Linked DNA regions of Mus musculus: all the other regions are linked to region 1. A link is a contact called in public HiChIP or PLAC-seq and promoter capture Hi-C data. All regions are on one chromosome and are shown on one strand. Each heading gives the region's core, a stretch centred on a gene start, on an enhancer-like site or on the middle of the called end of the contact. The rest is flanking DNA. Distances are from core to core; before and after follow the strand shown. Region 1 holds the start of Rbm39 (RNA binding motif protein 39). Region 2 overlaps Epb41l1 (erythrocyte membrane protein band 4.1 like 1). Region 3 overlaps Epb41l1 (erythrocyte membrane protein band 4.1 like 1).

Region 1 (2,711 bases), core at 69-2,568:
AGCTAAATTTTTTGGAACTCATAAGGCTGACCTCAAATTCACAGAAATCCCCCTGCTTCTGTTTTCTGAGTGCATAACTATAGACAAGCTCTACCAGGCATGCTAGAAAAGTCACCTGCCAACTGTATTACATTGCCAGCCCCAAGAAGTTTCCTGTCATCATTCCACATGCTCTTCCTACTCCTCACGAGCTTTCAGGGAGAGTCCACCTGGACATACATCCCCTGCTAAACTTGGGAATTAGTGAATATTTGCAGTCTTGGCTAGTGTCAAGCTTATCCTTGCTACTAATTATAATATTCCCCCCTTGAGGAGGAATCGGAATATATGGAGAGCTTAATTTACTTGCTCAAGGTCACATTGTTGGAGTGGCTACACCAAGCAAGGTGTGACATTTTGGACCTTTTATACCCTCAATTATTAAGCTGCTGATAGGTTTCCAGACTGGTTTGATATTTTATTTCAAAACGTTTTCTATTATGTAAAAGTGGGAGAAAAAAAAAACCTTCCAATGATCACTCAGCTTCTCTACCACAGAATTAACCACTCCCAAATACACAAAAAGCAAACCAAATAAAATCCAACAAAAATTAAACAAAAGCGGTAAATTCACACAGTCAAAATCCTAGGGAAAAGTGAGGGGACCTTTTAAAGTCACAAACCACCCCGATTCAGAGCCCGACTAAATTCAGGGGTTAGAAAGCTACACACTGCGGTTTCTTCCCAGCCCGGCCACCGCCTCCGGTTTCCAAGGGTGTTGCGAAGCTTCACTATCGAGCCCACATCTAACTGGTGACACCAAACGACAAGAAAATCGTACTTTTTATTCCCATTCCCCTGTGTACAGCTCGTTCTTGTCTGCATGCGTTTTCACCACTGGTGGGTCTGGACACGACTGTCTTAGCCCACAGCCATATGTATTATAATAGGTTGCCTTATGGCGACCTTGACAGCCATCTGTGTGGGAGGGCGGGTGTCCGGGGTGGGGGTCGGCTCTGAGAGGGGAAACCTTCACACCCAGCGAGGAGATGACACCAGCCAGGATGACAGCAACGATGCACCACTCAGCAAGGAATCCTCCCAAAGATTGACAGTCAGGGCACCAACTGTCTTTGCCCGATAGAGGACGCACCCTCGCGAGACTTGGGTGCAGCTCTGGCGGGGGAGTCCGAGAAGCCTTTCGGAATTGGGGGAAGGGAAACTGTGATCATCTGTGGCGCAATCATTGCGCGAGATTGGGCCACGGTCGCCGGGAGCCGCGGTGAGAGATCTCGCGATAGTTCGTGCTTTCCAGTCTGGAACCCGGGGCAGTTTCTCGCGAGAGCCCGTGCTTGCGGCTCCGGGAGACCCCGGGTGTTTGTGTGTGTGTATGTGTTGGTGACTGTGAGTACGGAGGAGCAGCGGCCGCCATTTCAGGGAGCTAGCCGACGCTGTCGCAGGGGTGGATCCTGAGCTGCCGAAGCCGCTGCCCTGCTCTCCGTCGCGGGCTCCTTTAATCCCATTGTTTCTTTTAGATTCGCTTGGGCCTAGACGCCCTCGGGGCCCGATATTCGGGTTGGGCGGTACCGCGGCCTGGGCCTAGTGGCTTAACAGTAGCGACAGCAGCAGCGGCGGCGGCGGCGGCAGCCGACTTCCCGTGGCGAGCACAGGCGCGCGGAAGCCCGCACAGGTACGGGGCGTCGCGGCCGGCGGGGAGTGGGTCGCCTGCCCGAGCTGGGTGCTCCGCGATGCCGAGGCTTTTCGCCGCTTTGCTCGGCGCGCAGAGGGGGAGGGGGCCTTCCCGGTACGGTGGGGTCACCTCTCCTCGGCCGTGCCCTTCATCTCGGGCAAGGACGTCGTGGGCGTTTTTTGGTAGCGGCCGGGACCTCCGTGGGGACCTCGGTCAGATAAAGATCTGTCCTTCCGAGGGCCGGGGCTGGTCGCGACCTCCCAACATGGCGCCCGTGGAACGCCGCCGTGGTACACAACCCCTCCCAGCGGAGGGAGTCTCCCTCCGCCGCTAAAATGGCAGCGCGGGTTTTGTGCGGTGAGGAAGCGCTCCGCTGCATCCTTCCTGGGGGCGCTTTTAGCCGCTCGCGGGCGGGCTTTTGAAATTCGACCTGGAGTCCTGCTCCTGTCTTAGGTACAAGGAACGTGACACTTGGCGTACCCAAGGCAGCCTTGTCTGATGGGCGTCGCACAATTTTAGCCATCGTAGCGCTTTCAAAGGAGTTTTCTCAGGCTTTGAGGATGGGAGATCAAGGGGACATTTTATCTTATTTTATTATTTAGCAGAATTGCAGGTGTACTTACAGGACTGTCTTGTTCTTCCCCAGGCGAGTAGAGAAAATGGCAGACGATATTGATATTGAAGCCATGCTTGAGGCCCCTTACAAGAAGGTGAGAAAACACGCTAGTGAGCTTTAATATATTTCTTAATTTAGCATTATTCACGAAACTACTGCTGAAATGTAAACTAACCTTCCCGGAGCCCTCTTGATTACCTTATCAGAGATGCAATACGTGTAACTTACAAAAGTAAATATATGCTATTGATGTAATAATATTGTGCAGTAGTTTCACTTCAGCGTGATGAATAAATGCCCATCTATCTCTCTTTGTAGACTTGCCTAACGATATCTCACCTCTACTCCCATGAATTCACCTTTGATTCCAGTGTGAACTGTCAATCATAAGGTAGTAATTGAGTGACTTATCGCTGTACCGTGGTC
Region 2 (2,711 bases), core at 152-2,651, 350 kb before region 1:
GGAGGTAAAGTGCTCACTTAACATGCATGCATGAAGCTTGGGTTCTATTCCCAGACCCCATTTAAAAAATGCAAAAATTAGGTATTTGCTGCAACCTGCAATCTCATCATCACATGGGAGGTAGAAGCAGGAGGAAGCCCAAGGTCACCTTCAGCAGCACAATAAGTTTGAGGCCAGTCTGAGATACCTAACAGGGACCCTGTCTCATGAAGACAGAAGTGAAGGAGGAGGGACAGAGACAGAGAGACAGATAGAGACAGAGACAGCAATTGAGTAAATTCTAAGCTTGTTGAGGGCAAAGGATATACTGTAAGAGTCAGTGGTCTTATTTATCTAATAACTTTAAGTATGAACAGATGTGAACATCTGTGTTAGTATCTTCTCCCAGGAGACAACATATAGATAATGTCATCCAGTCTATTGACTTTTATAACTGGACATTTTGATGTTTTGATGACACCAGGTTATGGGATTTAAGGTCGTTTTGATTTCTTTATCCTTTGCATTAAAAACAAAGGTTGCTAAAACAAAGCAAGCCAGGGAGGGCAGAGGCCTGTCTGGGGTAGCCAGCTTACGACTCTCTAACGGCAGGAGCAGCTGCAAAGCCATTACTTGGCATACTGTAACAGTAGGAGAAAAAAATCTGGAAAATACATTTGTGTTATTTTATGTCATATTCAGAATGCCTGTGCTGGGGGTGGAACCCCAGGTAAGGACTCTGCTCTTGGTCACCAGGAGAAGGGACTGAGCTCTGAAGTCCTGTGGCAAGAAGAACCAGGGGCAATCCCTCAGACTTATACATTTTAAAAGTTGAAGAGCCACAGAGGACACACAGGAAGTGTGCACTAAGCTGTGAGCTGTTCCCAGGCAAGCTAGCCTTCTCCAGGGTGCAAGCTAGTTTCACCTCACTAACACATTCTTCAGTCATTTGGGCCTGGTTTGTTCATCTTTCCAATCGAATGTGGAACCTCCATGCATAAAAAATGACCCAGATAAGCTGTTCTGAACAACCAGTGACTGAGAGGTCTCCTTTTCTCTCCCCCAAGCTGCCTTGGAAAGATCCTCTCCACACGTATCAAGCAGCCTGAAAGCCATGCCTCTAAACTGCTAGCCATGAGCACTGAACACCCCCAGGAGGAGGGGGGGGAGGCAACATCACCCCCATTTACAGATGGGAAAGCATGGTTTTTCCCTGTTCCGTGTCTGACCTCAGGGAGGATGAAGGGAAGGAAAAGGTTGACCAAAGGGCTTGGCCACTTCAGTGAGGATCCTATGTTCAAATGGCCGGTCCCTGTGTCAGGTTACAGTAGGGGCACAGGTTACCTGGGTGCTGTCTGCAGCGGAGACTCTGCTTTGCAGCATGGCCTCTGGCTCAATCTTCTTCCTGATTGCCAGACTGCTGACGGTCATGGTTTCTGCTTTCACAGACTACAGGAACATAAAGGGGACACGTGAAAACTCAAGCCTAGACACAACTCCTCTTCACAGACAACAGGGATGCAGGAGGAGAAAGCTCTCTCCCAACCCCACGGAAAAGTATGTAAAGGCATGGTTGGTGTCACTGAGAAAGGACCCAAAGAGAGAGAGCCAAGGCCACTGCCTGCATGAGGAGGGCCTGACCCCATGCTTCAGGGCTGCATGTCTTTTGAGGCTGTATTGGTGTGGTTAAACTCAATGCTCAGCGTTCTCCTTACACACACGTCGCCTACACCTTTTAGTCACTTCGTGCAAACTGCTGCTCAGTGGAAGAACTACACACGGAAGTATCCAGGGGCCAGGCAACAGATGGGAACAGGCGAGGAGGCTAGCTGGCCGAAAGATATGGAAAGCATGGGGGATTCCATTCAGGTGTGGATTTATCGTCGCCTCTGCATGGTGGGCTTTTCTTTGGTATATTTTTTATGATATAAAAAAACACAATGTAATTTTAAAAATTAAAGCCAGAGAAAACACATCAGTTGGCTTTACAAACCGTATCCTAGGTGTCTCAAGCTAAATGATCAGCTTCTATTGACTCGACTCTCAGGCCTAGTTCATGGCTTTACACACTGTAGGTCTGATAAATGGATCTAGCTTTTCATGTGGTTGGAAGGAAGAGGGAGAAAGGAGAGATTCTTCCAGAATCCTGGTATCTAGCTGCTCATTCGTTTATCGTCCCTTGGTACCGAGTGTACCTTAGAACAGCTAAGACCTGGTGGGAGAAGGGCAGAGCAACCAGCCATTGCCCTGACTGTGCTGGAAATGTTAGAGCCAAAGTGGCAGGACAGAGCAGGATGCTGTAGGGCTAGTACTGCCTCCCAGGTAGCCAGAAAAGCACGGAGAGAGGTGCGTGAGCTGTCCTGGATCACGGTGAGGCACGGAAAGGGAGAAGGAGCCTTCCGCCCAGAGGGTACAGCATGGGGTAGGATACCAGCATGAATAAGCTGGTGTTCACTGTCTAGGGGTGGGGGCGAGGATCTGCTAGGGTAAAGGGAAAGGGGGAGTTTCTGAGACTCCTCTGTGCAGCTCTACTAAGGGAGCCACAAAGCAGAGAAGCTCAGACGCTGGCCCTGCATCCTCTCCAGAGGTTGTGTCTTCTCTTTTCCTGGAGTGTCCACTGCCAGCCCTAACATCTCAGGACCTGGTGGATTTAAATAACTGCCCCTTCTCCAGACCCTGGTAAAATGAGCCCTGGCCTGCATCAAGAAAAACCACTCAGCGTTCAGACCAGC
Region 3 (2,711 bases), core at 103-2,602, 310 kb before region 1:
CTTCCTTCCTTCAGCCCTGAGGGTTGCCAGTCCTGGTCTGGTGGGGTCAATGGGTAAAAGCTCTTTACATAGTTTTGTGTTTAAAAACATCCAAAGATGGGTGGCGAGAGAGCCCAGTGGTTAAGAGCACCTGCTATTCTTGCAAAGGACCGAAGTTCAATTCCCAGCACCCACACCAGGGAGCTCAGAACGACCTGGAACTCCAGCTGCAGGGTGGGAGGGAGGACATCCAGCTCCCTCTTAGAGCCTATACCATCACCAACACTAACACACACACACAGAGAGAGAGAGAGAGAGAGAGAGAGAGAGAGAGCAAATATACATGTCATAAAACAAATACTTTATATTATTTTAAAAATCCAACAGCATATATGTAGACACTTTGGGCTGTGGCAAGCAGAATTTACACGACCCTGGTGTCCAGGCAGCCCCTGGGGTATGGGGTACATCCACAAATCCCCTTCCTGGGTCCTCTGTTTGGCTTCAGCCCAGACTCTTGGAACTCTTTCCTCAACCTGTAGCTCCCTGGAAATAGCTAGGAGAGGAATTTCAAGTGACTATTCCAAATTTTCCTGCAGATCCTCTGGTAAGCCAGTGCTAAACTGGACACCACCTGAGAAATACTCTACCCCACTTCTGTCACAGGTAAGACTTGAGTCACATCTTCAAAAACGTGCCCCTTAGCTTCTTCAGTCTGCTCTCCTCCCCACTTGTGGCCTAGCTCTCCGGATCTGAACGGCAGGCCCATCTTCTCTCTCCTGCACTCGACTACCCCCAGCAAAAAGCCCAACATAACCTCCTCACAGGAGAAAGAGCTCAGGCCCAGGGGGAACACCAAGGAACTCCAGTGAGGCCACGGCCAGGGGCCTGGATGCATAGATACAGGCGTATCCTCTCGAAAGAAGGAGAAATGCATGCAAAAATCACAGCAAGCGGTTGAGCGAATGGGCACGAAGTCAACGATCCACACATCGGACCCCATCTTAGTAAACACACAGATCCTTATGACAATGTGAAACCAGAAAACCTGTCACTGTGTAACTTAATATATGCTAATAAAAGCATTAAAATATGAACAGCTAGGTAAATAAATGCTGAGGACCCCACAGCCCCCATTAAAAGAAGAACTGCCAGCATTCAAAGCTTCAGCCCAGGAATAGAAACACTTCAGCTTGCCTAGACTCGCCGTTGCCGGTCCCATCCCCACCTTCCAGCTGAAATCTGACAGCTCATCATTTCCTGCATTAAAATTTCAAACTCCTTTATTTGGACTCTCTCATTACATCCGTCTCAGCACTCCCCATGAGTCTTCAACTGTCTCCTTACATAACGCGCCTGCACAAGGTAAACAAGGGAATTGCCTTGCTCCTAGATACATGCCGAGGTTCACGGTGTGTGCGGCACAGCCTGCATCCTCAAGTGCTCTGCCTACTCCACATCCTTTCCTGAATATGTGGCTTAACTCTTCCTGCTTCCAAGAAGCCTTTCCCAGCCGTCTCCCCGCCAAAGCATCCACACACCCTTCCAGCCTCGCAGAACCTTCCTCTCCCTGCACGGTTCTGGCAAGCGTCATCTGTCCTGATTCCATGTTGGCTTTCCCCCTTGGCCTTTTACCACTGTGCTCTGAACACTGTGGTGTTCCTTCCAGGGCTAAGGGTCACATCTACTGGAAAATAGAACTGAACAGTACTCGACAGATACCATTGTGGTAATACGTAATGTTGGTGTGGGGGTAAGAATGGACCTATGGAAGACAGGGTGGAATCTCTTAGGTCACCAAAGACAAACAAAAGCCCTGTGTGACTTCCACGAAAACATTCTGCTCCCGTCCTACATTTCCCACATGTGTCAGCCACTTATTCTTGTTCCAATCACCACGACATTCGCATTTCTCCATATATGAGCAGCAATTATATTTCCTTTGGTGGGTATGTTCCAAGACTGCATATTAAAATCACCTAGACCGCATTCTGTACAAATAAACTTATTAAAATCCTGAGGCTTCTATATTTGAAAACTCAGGCACACCGCTTCTGGGGATTTTAAATTTCAGTACAATATTTTGGGGTTGTTATTTTCTTCCTGAGTAGCAGAGCAATCTCCACGCCAAATCAGACTGGTTCACTTTCACGCCAAGGTCCTTGGTAGTTCCTAACTCTTAAAACAAATATACTCAAGAATACAACCCAGCATCCTTTGCCGTGCTCTCTGAGAATAGGATTTCTTACTTCTAGTTCTGTGCTTCCACTGTGTCTCTTTGGGAAGTCCTGACTGTCTATAGGATATTACTAATAAAATGGCAATAATGAAGCATGCATTCATTTCAGCTTACGGCGGGCAGGCTTGTCAGGACACCACATCCTGGAAAGTCAAGTGGTATCTACAAGGGACATCTTAGCAGAGTATCAGCTACGTTATCTCCAAGTATCAGAACAGGACAGGCTTGAGTCAAACACCTGGCCTCAAGTGATCTTCTTCCCCCGCCGTCCCAAGGACATGCCGCCATGCCACGGGCTGGTGATAAAGGACGCGGATCCTCCTGGGTTTCCCTCTGTTTTATTCCTTCTCCTTTTCTGCTCCACCTCCATCTCCTTCTACATCTGGTTGGCCCACAACTTGCTTTGTAGACCAGGCTGTCCTGGAATTCACAGAAACCAACCTGCCTCTGCCTCCCAAGTGCTGGGATGGAAAGGTGTGTACCACCATGTCCC

What was found. Promoter capture Hi-C pulls out the DNA fragments that hold promoters and counts their contacts. HiChIP or PLAC-seq counts read pairs in DNA pulled down with a chosen protein or histone mark.
Region 2: an H3K27ac HiChIP or PLAC-seq map of microglia shows a contact between it and region 1, with 4 times the contacts expected there. The contact joins the enhancer-like site here to the promoter of Rbm39 in region 1. A contact is called at or near these places in 1 of 39 promoter capture datasets (hippocampal neurons), 2 of 484 Hi-C or Micro-C datasets (cerebellar granule neurons and cerebral cortex) and 3 of 115 datasets of contacts at active chromatin or transcription factors (embryonic hindbrain, microglia and neural tube).
Region 3: a promoter capture Hi-C map of 3T3-L1-derived adipocytes shows a contact between it and region 1, with 2.6 times the contacts expected there. The contact joins the enhancer-like site here to the promoter of Rbm39 in region 1. A contact is called at or near these places in 4 of 39 promoter capture datasets (the 3T3-L1 cell line, 3T3-L1-derived adipocytes, fetal liver and 1 more), 3 of 484 Hi-C or Micro-C datasets (adipose-derived mesenchymal stem cells, cerebellum and cortical neurons) and 3 of 115 datasets of contacts at active chromatin or transcription factors (SST interneurons, bone marrow-derived macrophages and embryonic midbrain).

Annotation. Positions count from the first base shown.
Region 1 is chr2:156,178,845-156,181,555 of GRCm38.p6, reverse strand. It overlaps Rbm39 (RNA binding motif protein 39), which reads left to right and starts at 1,318. Exons shown (of 17, transcript NM_001291114.1): 1 at 1,318-1,669; 2 at 2,316-2,379. The coding sequence starts at 2,329.
Region 2 is chr2:156,525,606-156,528,316 of GRCm38.p6, reverse strand. It overlaps Epb41l1 (erythrocyte membrane protein band 4.1 like 1), which reads right to left. Exons shown (of 25, transcript NM_001368800.1): 19 at 1,324-1,428. Among named protein-coding and RNA genes, the nearest start is that of Aar2, 21 kb to the left of the region's middle. Within about 2 kb of position 1,401, at least 2 of the 459 cell types and tissues checked have an H3K27ac peak or open chromatin away from gene starts, as enhancers often do. A contact at or near this core is called in microglia, where this site is marked.
Region 3 is chr2:156,489,097-156,491,807 of GRCm38.p6, reverse strand. The region is part of intron 2 of Epb41l1 (erythrocyte membrane protein band 4.1 like 1); the gene reads right to left. It overlaps Gm33977 (a long non-coding RNA gene), which reads left to right. Exons shown (of 3, transcript XR_375167.4): 3 at 579-2,091. Among named protein-coding and RNA genes, the nearest start is that of Gm33977, 8.3 kb to the left of the region's middle. Within about 2 kb of position 1,352, at least 35 of the 459 cell types and tissues checked have an H3K27ac peak or open chromatin away from gene starts, as enhancers often do. A contact at or near this core is called in 3T3-L1-derived adipocytes, SST interneurons, cortical neurons and 1 more, where this site is marked.